2 separate regions of the Neogale vison genome follow, and region 1 is linked to region 2. Evidence: chromatin contacts called from public Hi-C data. All regions are on one chromosome and are shown on one strand. Each heading gives the region's core, a stretch centred on a gene start, on an enhancer-like site or on the middle of the called end of the contact. The rest is flanking DNA. Distances are from core to core; before and after follow the strand shown.

Evidence for each region. Hi-C and Micro-C count contacts between places; a contact is called where the count stands out from the background.
Region 1: a contact with region 2 is called in a Hi-C map of fibroblasts, with 4 times the contacts expected there. The contact joins the promoter of LEKR1 here to the promoter of LOC122908632 in region 2. A contact is called at or near these places in 2 of 3 Hi-C or Micro-C datasets (fibroblasts and muscle).

The regions. Positions count from the first base shown.
Region 1 is chr6:82,130,614-82,135,112 of ASM_NN_V1, reverse strand. LEKR1 (leucine-, glutamate- and lysine-rich protein 1) reads right to left here and starts at 2,039. Exons shown (of 11, transcript XM_044251664.1): 1 at 1,995-2,039.
Region 2 is chr6:81,977,351-81,982,255 of ASM_NN_V1, reverse strand. LOC122908632 (protein mono-ADP-ribosyltransferase TIPARP) reads right to left here and starts at 1,428. Exons shown (of 6, transcript XM_044251660.1): 1 at 1,229-1,428.

The DNA of each region.
Region 1 (4,499 bases), core at 790-3,289, 150 kb before region 2:
ACAAAGATAGACTGGAGGCGGAGTACTCTATCAGAGACAGCAACCTCAGCCACTACAAGGTGTTAGGGAAATTGTAGTTGACAAAAATTTCTGTAGTAGCAGTATTTTTTTTTTTAATCATGCAACTATTGTTGGAAAGAAAATTCCTCATCCCCTGTGTTAACACAAAGCCTGCTGTTTTAATGAGATGCTTTTTAAAAACATAACTAATGAACTATCTTCCCATATAAAGATAATGTGTGTATGTGGTAAAGTTAACTGACATAGCTAACATAGGCCCACATAGCCAAGTACATAATAATCTGATGTTCAGCAGACTGTCTCTGATGTGGCAAGAGCTCATTATTCACAGAAGGCTCATTATTCTCTCTTCTGTCATTTTACAATGGACTCACCATCAGTAAAATAAGATGGCATCACCTTAATTAAACTCTGGTGGGAGTAGAATTTTTCCTAAAATTACCAACGAAATCTTTTTAAATTCCACCCATAAAATTTGAGAGTATGGATCTAGTGACGTATAAACAAGGGTCCAGTGGAACAGTTTTTGTTTAGTATCCTCTTTATCTCTAAAGCTATTCCAACTTTGTAGCCTTATTATAGAAAGTGAGGAAATTTGGCAGGTTCTGATTACTGAAGAATTAAATACTGCCAACCCGAAAAATCTCTCCACAATGCAGAAAGAAAACAGTCTTATTACTGAATAAGCATTTAACTAGTTTGTGATGCACATCAGAGCCAATCTGCTAATGAGACTACAAAGACAGTACCTCCACAAAGACAGAAAGTAACTCCACTTTTTTATATATAACTGTGTAGATACAATCCATTACATACATCTTCTCAAGAGAAACGGTAACTCATTCTCAGTACAGTCTGTTATACAATTTCGTAGTTTGTTTTCAATTTACCTAGTAATTGAAGAAGCTATCTGCGCTAGTTAATTGCGACTGTTCTAAGGAATACAAATCTCTAGGACAGAGCCCTTGGTACTAATGTAAGGAGCCTAGGTGAAATTTCCAAGGTGACAGATAGCTTCCTTGATGTTTACATTTTAAAGAAATTTTTCTCAAGTCCTCAAGAAAAATTGAGTCTTTTTAAAAATTGCATCGGTATTAAAGGAACGGTGGAAACATTCACAAATACAAAGTTTCTCAAGAAAGGGAGGGGGAAAGTCTCTTTCCCCTTTGGCAACACGGCAATTTTTTAAATTATTACTTCACTCTCATTTTGTAGTAAGGCTCATTTAGTGTAAGCCATTATAGAAACTACACTCTCATTTGTAGTAAGGCTCATTTTGCATGTTTTATGAAGTCAGTTTCTTTTATTCTTTCACATTACATACATGCAGGCTGCCCTTGAGCAAGAGGTGCGGTGAAACTGGCAGCAACCACTAAGTATTTGTGAACCTGCTCTTTAACAGGATCACGAGGAAGATGTCGAAAACAAAGCAACGTCCTGGATTGTTCACTTCCGATTCCCTTCCTCACAGCAGTGTCACGTTGGGCTTTTAACTCACGTTCAGCTTTCGGGCCCTTCCGTAAACACACCCTTCCCCTGGTGTGAATCACCCGCAAACGAGCAGGTCACGGTCAGGTGAAACGAAGTTCACGTTCTAAGACATTCCTGAAGCGGCGGGATTTTCCAAATAGAAACCAACTGCAAGGCCAGCTAAGACTGCTGGATTTTGAAACTCGTCCCCTTCTAACCCCGTACCCTCGGGACCTGCTGTGGCAGGAGGAAGAGGAGGGTGCAGGGCGGAGGACGAGCTGCGCTCTCGGTAGAGGACGCCCGGGCCAAGCAGACTCGCGGAAGCTGTGCAGGGGCCGCAAAGGGGTGCGGGGGCGACGCTCGGGGCCACATTCCCTTGCCGCGGCGCCGCGGCTCAGCCTTCCGGCCCTCTCCCCCGGTGTCAGCACGCCTCCGCTCCGGAACTGCGTCCCGAGGACTGGGTAGGCCCGGGGGGGACTCAAGGAAGTCATTCATTGTCTCACCTAGACCTCCACTCCGAGTGCGAACGGCTTTCGCGGTCTCCCGGGAGACCAAAGCTACGCGTCGGCTCGACGTCAGGGCGCAGTGACGTCACGGCCCACGCCGTTCGCCAACGCAGAGCGGGGCTCCCTTGCTACGCCTGGGGCCCCAAGCGCCTGGCAGAAATCGGAAAGCTCTTGACGGGGTTTGCGGGGAGTGAGGGGGCGGGGGGTAGGGTGGAGGTTGTCTTATACAGAGTGTTTTGCGAGGGGACGCGAAGACGAACGTGGGGGAGGGCAGGCTGGAGTCCTAGTAGAAGTTGCTGAGAAGAGAAATGTCCCTAGGTTCAAGTGGGTGGAGAGAGACTCAGCCTGCAGTGGTGACCTAGGTCCCTGTACCTCTGATCCCTGGCTCTAGAGCCCGCAAAGCGGACACAACAGTGGGCAATTATAATATTGAGCGCCAAGAGGAGAGAAGCCTGTTGAAGAGGTCATGAGTATGAAGGGAAGCTCTGGTCATTGGCATTGCCACGAGGGCAATTGGGAAGGCGTTACAATTTTTATAGCCCAAAGTACTCGGGATGTAGTAAGGCTCATTCAGAAGGTACCTTGAGACTGCCCTCGTACACAAGTTATTTACAGGAGGCTGCGTAGCTTTACACGTGACTCTTCCTTCATAAAGCAAGTGCTTATTAATGACCTACTACTAAGAGACAAGCACTGCATACCGGAATGGGGTGATTCTGTGACTAACCCAGGTAGGGGCAGCTATTGGTGTGATTTTCAAGTGACTCTTTAATAGTCCCAATCTCACCTTTCCGAGGTATATGAAGTCGAAAATGTAGCTCTTACAAGAAAAATCGTATGTGGCTCACTAGCATGGAAAGAGACTTGTTACTTTCGAATGAAGTAAGGTTTAAGAAAGAGAAAACTAGTTAAAACATAGATTTAGAGGTGACCAAACCATGCAGAGCAGTGCTGAAACGGTAGTCAAACTGCTGGTGAGAGCTGTTTATTAATGAAAATGACAGCATGAAGTAGTGAACACTCCTAAAAGCCTTGTTCCCCAAAGTCTTAGAGGTAGATATACCCTGTACACTTAACCCGGCGGATATTTTTGCCCCAACGCCTACCAACGACTTTGAGATTCCATCCCCTCAAAGACCGTTTTTCTCCATTTGGAAAAGGTAAGCAATAAGAGGATTGAAGAGGTTAAGGGGAGTAGAGGACAGCCAACAAAGTGATCAGGTAGGGCATGCTTATGAGAAGTGCAAAGGACTTTCAAAAGCTGTTTATGTTCAGCATGTTTCTTTGAGGGACAATGAAGGTAAGATTGTTCTCAGTAATGGGATTTAGACATGAGGCATAAAAAAAGGAGTTCATCTAGGTCCACTGAGTGCTTTATCTGGAACAAAAACTGTACACCTAAAGCAAGGTGACTTTTCTGAGGCAATAATATTTATTGAGTACTCCGTGTATATGATAAGGAAAGGAAAGGAAACACCTTAAGGGTGGAAGAAGATAAAGTTGAAAGGCTGTAATTCGTTCTGTGATTTAATTTCATCTGTCCTTAGTCATCTCTACATAGCCTTGAGACCAGTTTTCCTCCCACCATAAGCATCCACACCACAAATGTCCCTTAGACCTATACTGTCCAATTAGATAGCCGCGTCTGACTAATCAAAATTAAATTTAAAAATTCCTTTATTGCACTAGCCACAGTACTAGTGTTCAGTATTGCCACAGCATCAGGCTACCCATATTTAGAACATTATCATCATCAGAGAAAGTTCTGAACAGGGAGCAGTAGGCCCAGTAAGAATTTCAAGGATAAAGAGAGTTAATAAATTGTGACGAATAGCGTTTGTTAAAAAATAGCAGTGAAAGGCGTTATCCCTGAAGACCACAGCACAGATGAAGAGTTATGAAAGTTGTTACTTTTTTAAAAAAGAAATCCAGTAAGCCTGTCCACAGGGTCTTGGGTGTTTATTCTTGGTTCTCTGTTGATCTCAATATCTCCTTCTCTCCCTCTGAATTTCTTCCTTTTTTTGGTTTGTCCACTACTTTTCTTCACCCCATTATTGGCTATACTGGAACTGAAGTAGAATTTAAAATGTTCCTCTCATTAAACATACTGAAAGTTTTGTGTTATTCTGTTCTTAAATTTTAAATCATCTAAGTTTCACTTTTTACTGTGACTTTATAAAGTAATTCAGTGATAATTAAGTTCCTTTTCAACTTCTATAAGACCCTTTATTATTTGTTTTCCCCTGTGGGTCAATGACCCCTGAGAGAAAAAAATATAGTCCCTGGTTTTGGAAGAAGAGTCTAAAGAGCATAAAGTTTAGTCCAAAGTGACTAAAAGCTTTCCATAATGTCTATAGACCTTTGTGTTGTAGTAGTAATATTTATGAGAAGACAGTATCTGTGCTTTTGTTTCTATCATGAATTTACCTAAGATATTGATCCATCAAGGCACTGTCATTCATCCCATTTGTTTTGGTAATAGTATAACCCCCTTCCCTCCCT
Region 2 (4,905 bases), core at 179-2,678:
AAGAGACACTGGACGTGTATATACACACACCCATACACACACACTATAACTTTTGTTATTGCCCTCCGCCAGGCTCTGAAAGAAAGCAGAGAACTGAGGAGTGGCTGGAGTGGGGAAGTCACTAGAACCTAGTTCCTCAATTAGTTTGCATAACAGAAAAATAAAGACTGGAAGGACAGTTCCTCCGGTCCCCCGCTGCAGGCGACCTACCGCTCCACCCCTCGCCTCGTGACGTCCCCAGTCCTCCGGGACTCCCGGCCCCTGGCACCGAGCGCGGACAACCACCATCTGCAAACTCAGGACTCCTCGTCGACCAGCCGCGACGCGACTCCGGGACGCCGAGCCCGGGTCCGAGAGACGCCTCCTGCCGGCCGCGGCGGTTTTCGCAGCTCCGCCCCCCGGGCCGGGCCAACTCCGCGCAGCGCAGCGCAGCTGAGGCGCGGCCGGGCTCGACCAATTCCCGGCGTTCCGGAGCATCCCACCCCCTCAATGCCCCTCGGCAGGCAACGGAGCGCCCCCGAACCCTCGCTGCAGCCTGGTCCCAACGAGCACCCCCGCCCCGCCCAGGCTTCCCTCCATCCCAGAAGCCCCTCACGGCGCCTTCCACAGTTAATTTCTTCCTCGCCTCCTCAACCGACCTTCCCGACAGGATCGTCCTGCCAGTCTCGGAGGCTCGCAGAAAGGAGCCGAGAGGTGCAAGGGGAAACGCGGTCGGCGGCTCTCGGGGTGGCGGCGAGGAAACAGGCGAACACTTCTGCGCCTTCAAAGTTGATCTGAAAACAGCCTGCAAACTTCTGGGCTGCAGCCGGAATGCGGGTCTGCCGGAAGGCTCCCCTCAGCTGCCGTGCCCGGCCCCTCGATCTGCGAACTGCTCCTCCGCCTCAGAGCGCTCGGGGTCCGCCCGGCGGGGGAGGCCGCATAGACGCGCCCCCCCGCGCCCACCCAGACCAAGTGGGAACCCGGAGACGCCGGCGACCGCGACTAAACCCTTCAGTGTCTCCCTCCGATTTATACACCTGCCCGAGGCCGTAAGTGATTAGTAAGTGTAAGCCAATTCCATCCCGATACTGACTGGATCCGAATGAATTCGGCAGGAAGAAAACGCACAGTCTAAATATCAATCACCCTAGATCCCCCGAAAGGCTGCGAGGCCGGCGCCACCGTCCGCGCCCGCCATCCCAGCTAGGGTCTCTCGCCCGCCCCTCAGAGCCCACCCGGAGCCCTTCACCTGATCGAGCAGCCTGAGAGAAGCGTCCGCAGGAGCCGAGTCGCCGCCGCACCGCCGGCTCGCTGGTAGCGTCCGCGCGGGAGGATTGGCGCGGAGAGCGGGCTTGGGCGTCTAAGGGTCGCAGGCCGGAGACGCGACAAGCAGCGCACGGGCCATTCCGCCGCCGGGAGCGCAGAAAGCCGCGACCGCACTGCCGAACCAGCTCTCTCGCCTGTCACCGGGAGCTCTGCTTTAAAGTGGCTTCCGGTCGCCTCCTCTCGGCTGTCCCGTCGCGGAGGCGGAGCCAGAGCAGCGAGGGAAGAGGGGTGGGGTGAGAGGGCCCGGCGCTCAGTGGGTGCCGCGCAGGAGGCCCGCCCCACGTGCGCGTGCGCGCTCGCTTGCAGGGAGGCGCGCGAAGTGTGCGTGCGATGGCCGCGTGTTCCCGCGAGGGGGCGTGTCCTTCCGCGCGCCGGCTGGGTACCGGCGAGTTCAGGTCTGCGCGCGTTGGGGAGCGCGCGGCTGTGAGGAGGGGAAGTGTGGGCAGCGTGGGGCAGGCTCTACCTGCCCGCAGACACGGAGGGTCACTGTGTTCCGAGGAAACCCGGGCACCCGAGAGAGGATGTGAGACAGAACGAGCCGTTTCTGTGCGGTTGGCTTTATTTGCCTCCTCACAAAACGCCTCTTGCCCTTGACGCCGCGGGACCCCGACAGGAGGCAAACGGCTGCTACAGCCGCTGTGGCCAGACGGGGTCGCCCGCCCCAAGCCTGACGGGTGGCCCAGCCGCGTACCCGAGTCGGCAGCCTCTCCGCCGCCGTCGCTAGCGCGCCTGTTTCAGGGGGAACGTAGCCTGACAGAAGGGAAACTCGGCTTTGGGGCTTTGACGGTAGAAGCGCGAATCTGTTCTAGAAAGCTTTTAAGTACCGTAATGACTATAATTTATTCATTCAACAAATGTTTGTCGAGTGCCTGTTCCGTGCCAGGCATGCAACTAGGTTTAGGCTACAGCCCTGATCAACTCGGACGCCATGCCTCTTTTCATGGAACTTGCAGAACACCATGTATTCGTGTTTAAAATATACACTGCATGTGAATTTGCTATAGTTTCTGGACTATAAAATGTCTTGGTCTATAAAAGTCTTTGCTATAGTTTCTGGACTATAAAATGCCCTTCCTATATTGAATTTCAGTGATAGAAGTAGAGGCACTACGTTAAATTCATATAATCGCTCTATATCGGAGGAGAAAGACCCTTTTGCTCAAAGTTAATTATGGCTATATCCCCCAGTAGCTGGCAGAAAAGGAGAAGGGAACACTGCTTGCGAAGAGATGCTCTCTGCCGGTGGCCTGAAATCTAAACCGACTGAATTCCATAATTCGGAGAGTTTCTGGGTTGAAAAAGCCAACTATTCCCTTACAAAACATGAAAGCCTGTAAAAATAGTAGCTAAGCAGCAGTAGTAGTAGAGATAATGGTTTCAAGCTTTCTTAAACTCTTCTAAACCAGATTGGGTGAAACACCAGCAAAAAATAGATTAAGGGTAGTACCTCCCCAGCGGCTTATTTAAAATTGCATCAAGTCATGGCCATTCAACTAAGATAGTAATGATATGGACAGAATTCAGACACTAATAGGTAAGATAGAATTTTCAGGCTTAACAGCTGTATTAAGACAGTATCTTGGTCTGTGCCTACCCCTACATAGAGTTACCTAGAAGCAAGTATCTAAGTTTAAATCTACCATTTTTACTATTTGGTCTTTGTCTCAATCTGTTCTATGGTCCTTACATTTCATGCCTTCTTTTGGATTAAATATTTTTAATTCTATTCTCTCCCACCAATAAGTTATACATTATTTTTATTTTCGTAGCAGTTCAGTTATTTATTGCTGTGTACAAACCACCCCAAAATTTAGTGATTTAGAATAACAGTTCTTATTTTCCCATAATTCTGGATTCTCTGGCTTAGGAATTCAGACAGTGCCTAGTGCATGTGGCTCAGTTCTGCTTGGTGATGCCTAGGGTCTCAACTGGGGTGGTTCAAATAGCTGGGCCTGGCTCATCTAGGGCCATATGTCTTGGGCCTCTGTTCTGGCTATTAGCTGGATTCCCTAGTTTTTCTCTGTAAGCCTTGTCCTCAGGATTCATTTGGGATTCCTCACAGCATGATAATCTCAGGGTTCCAAGAGAAAGCAGTCCAAGAGGACAAGCCTCAATATGCAAGCTTTTGCTTGCATCATGCTTGTTAATGTGTCTGTCACCAGAACAAGGCATATGACAAGCTCAGCATCTACATGGGAGGGACCCACAGGAGACCATGAATACAAATATAAGAAGGTGGGGTTCATTGGGGGTCACTTGGATTAAGGGTAGACCACCTTATTCCATGGATTAATAGTTAAAAGTTACTAGTTAAAAGTTACTTCCAGAGTGTAGCCCTTTGGAATTCCAGTTTAAAGTCTTTCTTCCTTAGGCCCTGAACACAAATTTTTCACCTTCCATTCCCTACCTATGTCTCTTGAGGCAGTTGAAAACTCTAGCTAGTTCTCAGTTTTTCCACTATGACTTTCAGAATGTCAATTGTTCCAAAGAGAAAAATGGCACTTTCTGGACTCACAACTCTTGGATCTAGGCTGCTCAGACTGTTAATGTTTTACTACTCCAGAGAAGGTATTTTCTACAAGGTCCACTTCAAATGTGACCCCTGGAAGAAATGGAATTGGAAGGTCCTCCTATAGAACAGAATCAGGAACTGACAGATTAACTGACCAAGGGCATAGATTTCTAATTATCCAACAGGATTGGAGATGTTCTATGGACCAGTGACCACTGTGTGTTTCTCATTTTCCCCTTTCCTGAATGGGACTTTTACCAATATCCTGTACTTTGCCTATCTACCATTATCTTAGGGGTATTGAGGCAAAAAACTTTTCTTTAAAAGTTGGTTGCCAGAGCATGAAGAGCCACACAGTTGTTGGGAGTACTCCATATCATTGGAACTTCTAGATCCTGGCCTCTGAGCTCATTATCGTAACTGGATGCGAGACTCTGAGATTGTTCCTCTTAGGGAGGAGATGAATGTATTCCTTGTATGAGAAGGGGCAGCAGATACTACTTATTCCCCTTTCTTCTCAGAAAGAGCCTGATACTTTGGGAGTGAGTGGGCAGAGGGCTAGCAATGTGCCTAACCAAAAAAACCTCATTTTCCAAGATCCCATATGCTTATGAGTAGCCATAGCATATAATTCTGGACATATGATGAAGATTTCTAGAAAAGCATTTCTTTTCCTTAACATACATAGACACACCTTCCGTTTCTTCTTCTTCCTCCTAGAATACTACCATGGGATGGAGATGGAGCCTCATGACAAAAACGAAAGTGAACATAATGTGGGAAATATAAAGATGGGATCCACAAGCTAGGGATTCTGGAGCAGAAAGATAGGAGTCTGTGTCATTCATGACATCTTGAAGCTGCTATGGTAGTCCTAGACTGTCTTCCCTGGAACTCATTGTAACCTCAATTTAGTTTTTCTGTTTTCTGTTATGTGTAGCTAGACATGTTCTTAGCTAATAAACCAATATATAAACTATAATAGTTATCTTCTAACTGGTTTTCTTGCATGCAGACTCCACCAGTGAGATAGCAACATAACCATATGTCAGAAATAGCTGTCAAAGTAATACATCAAGTCCTATAAC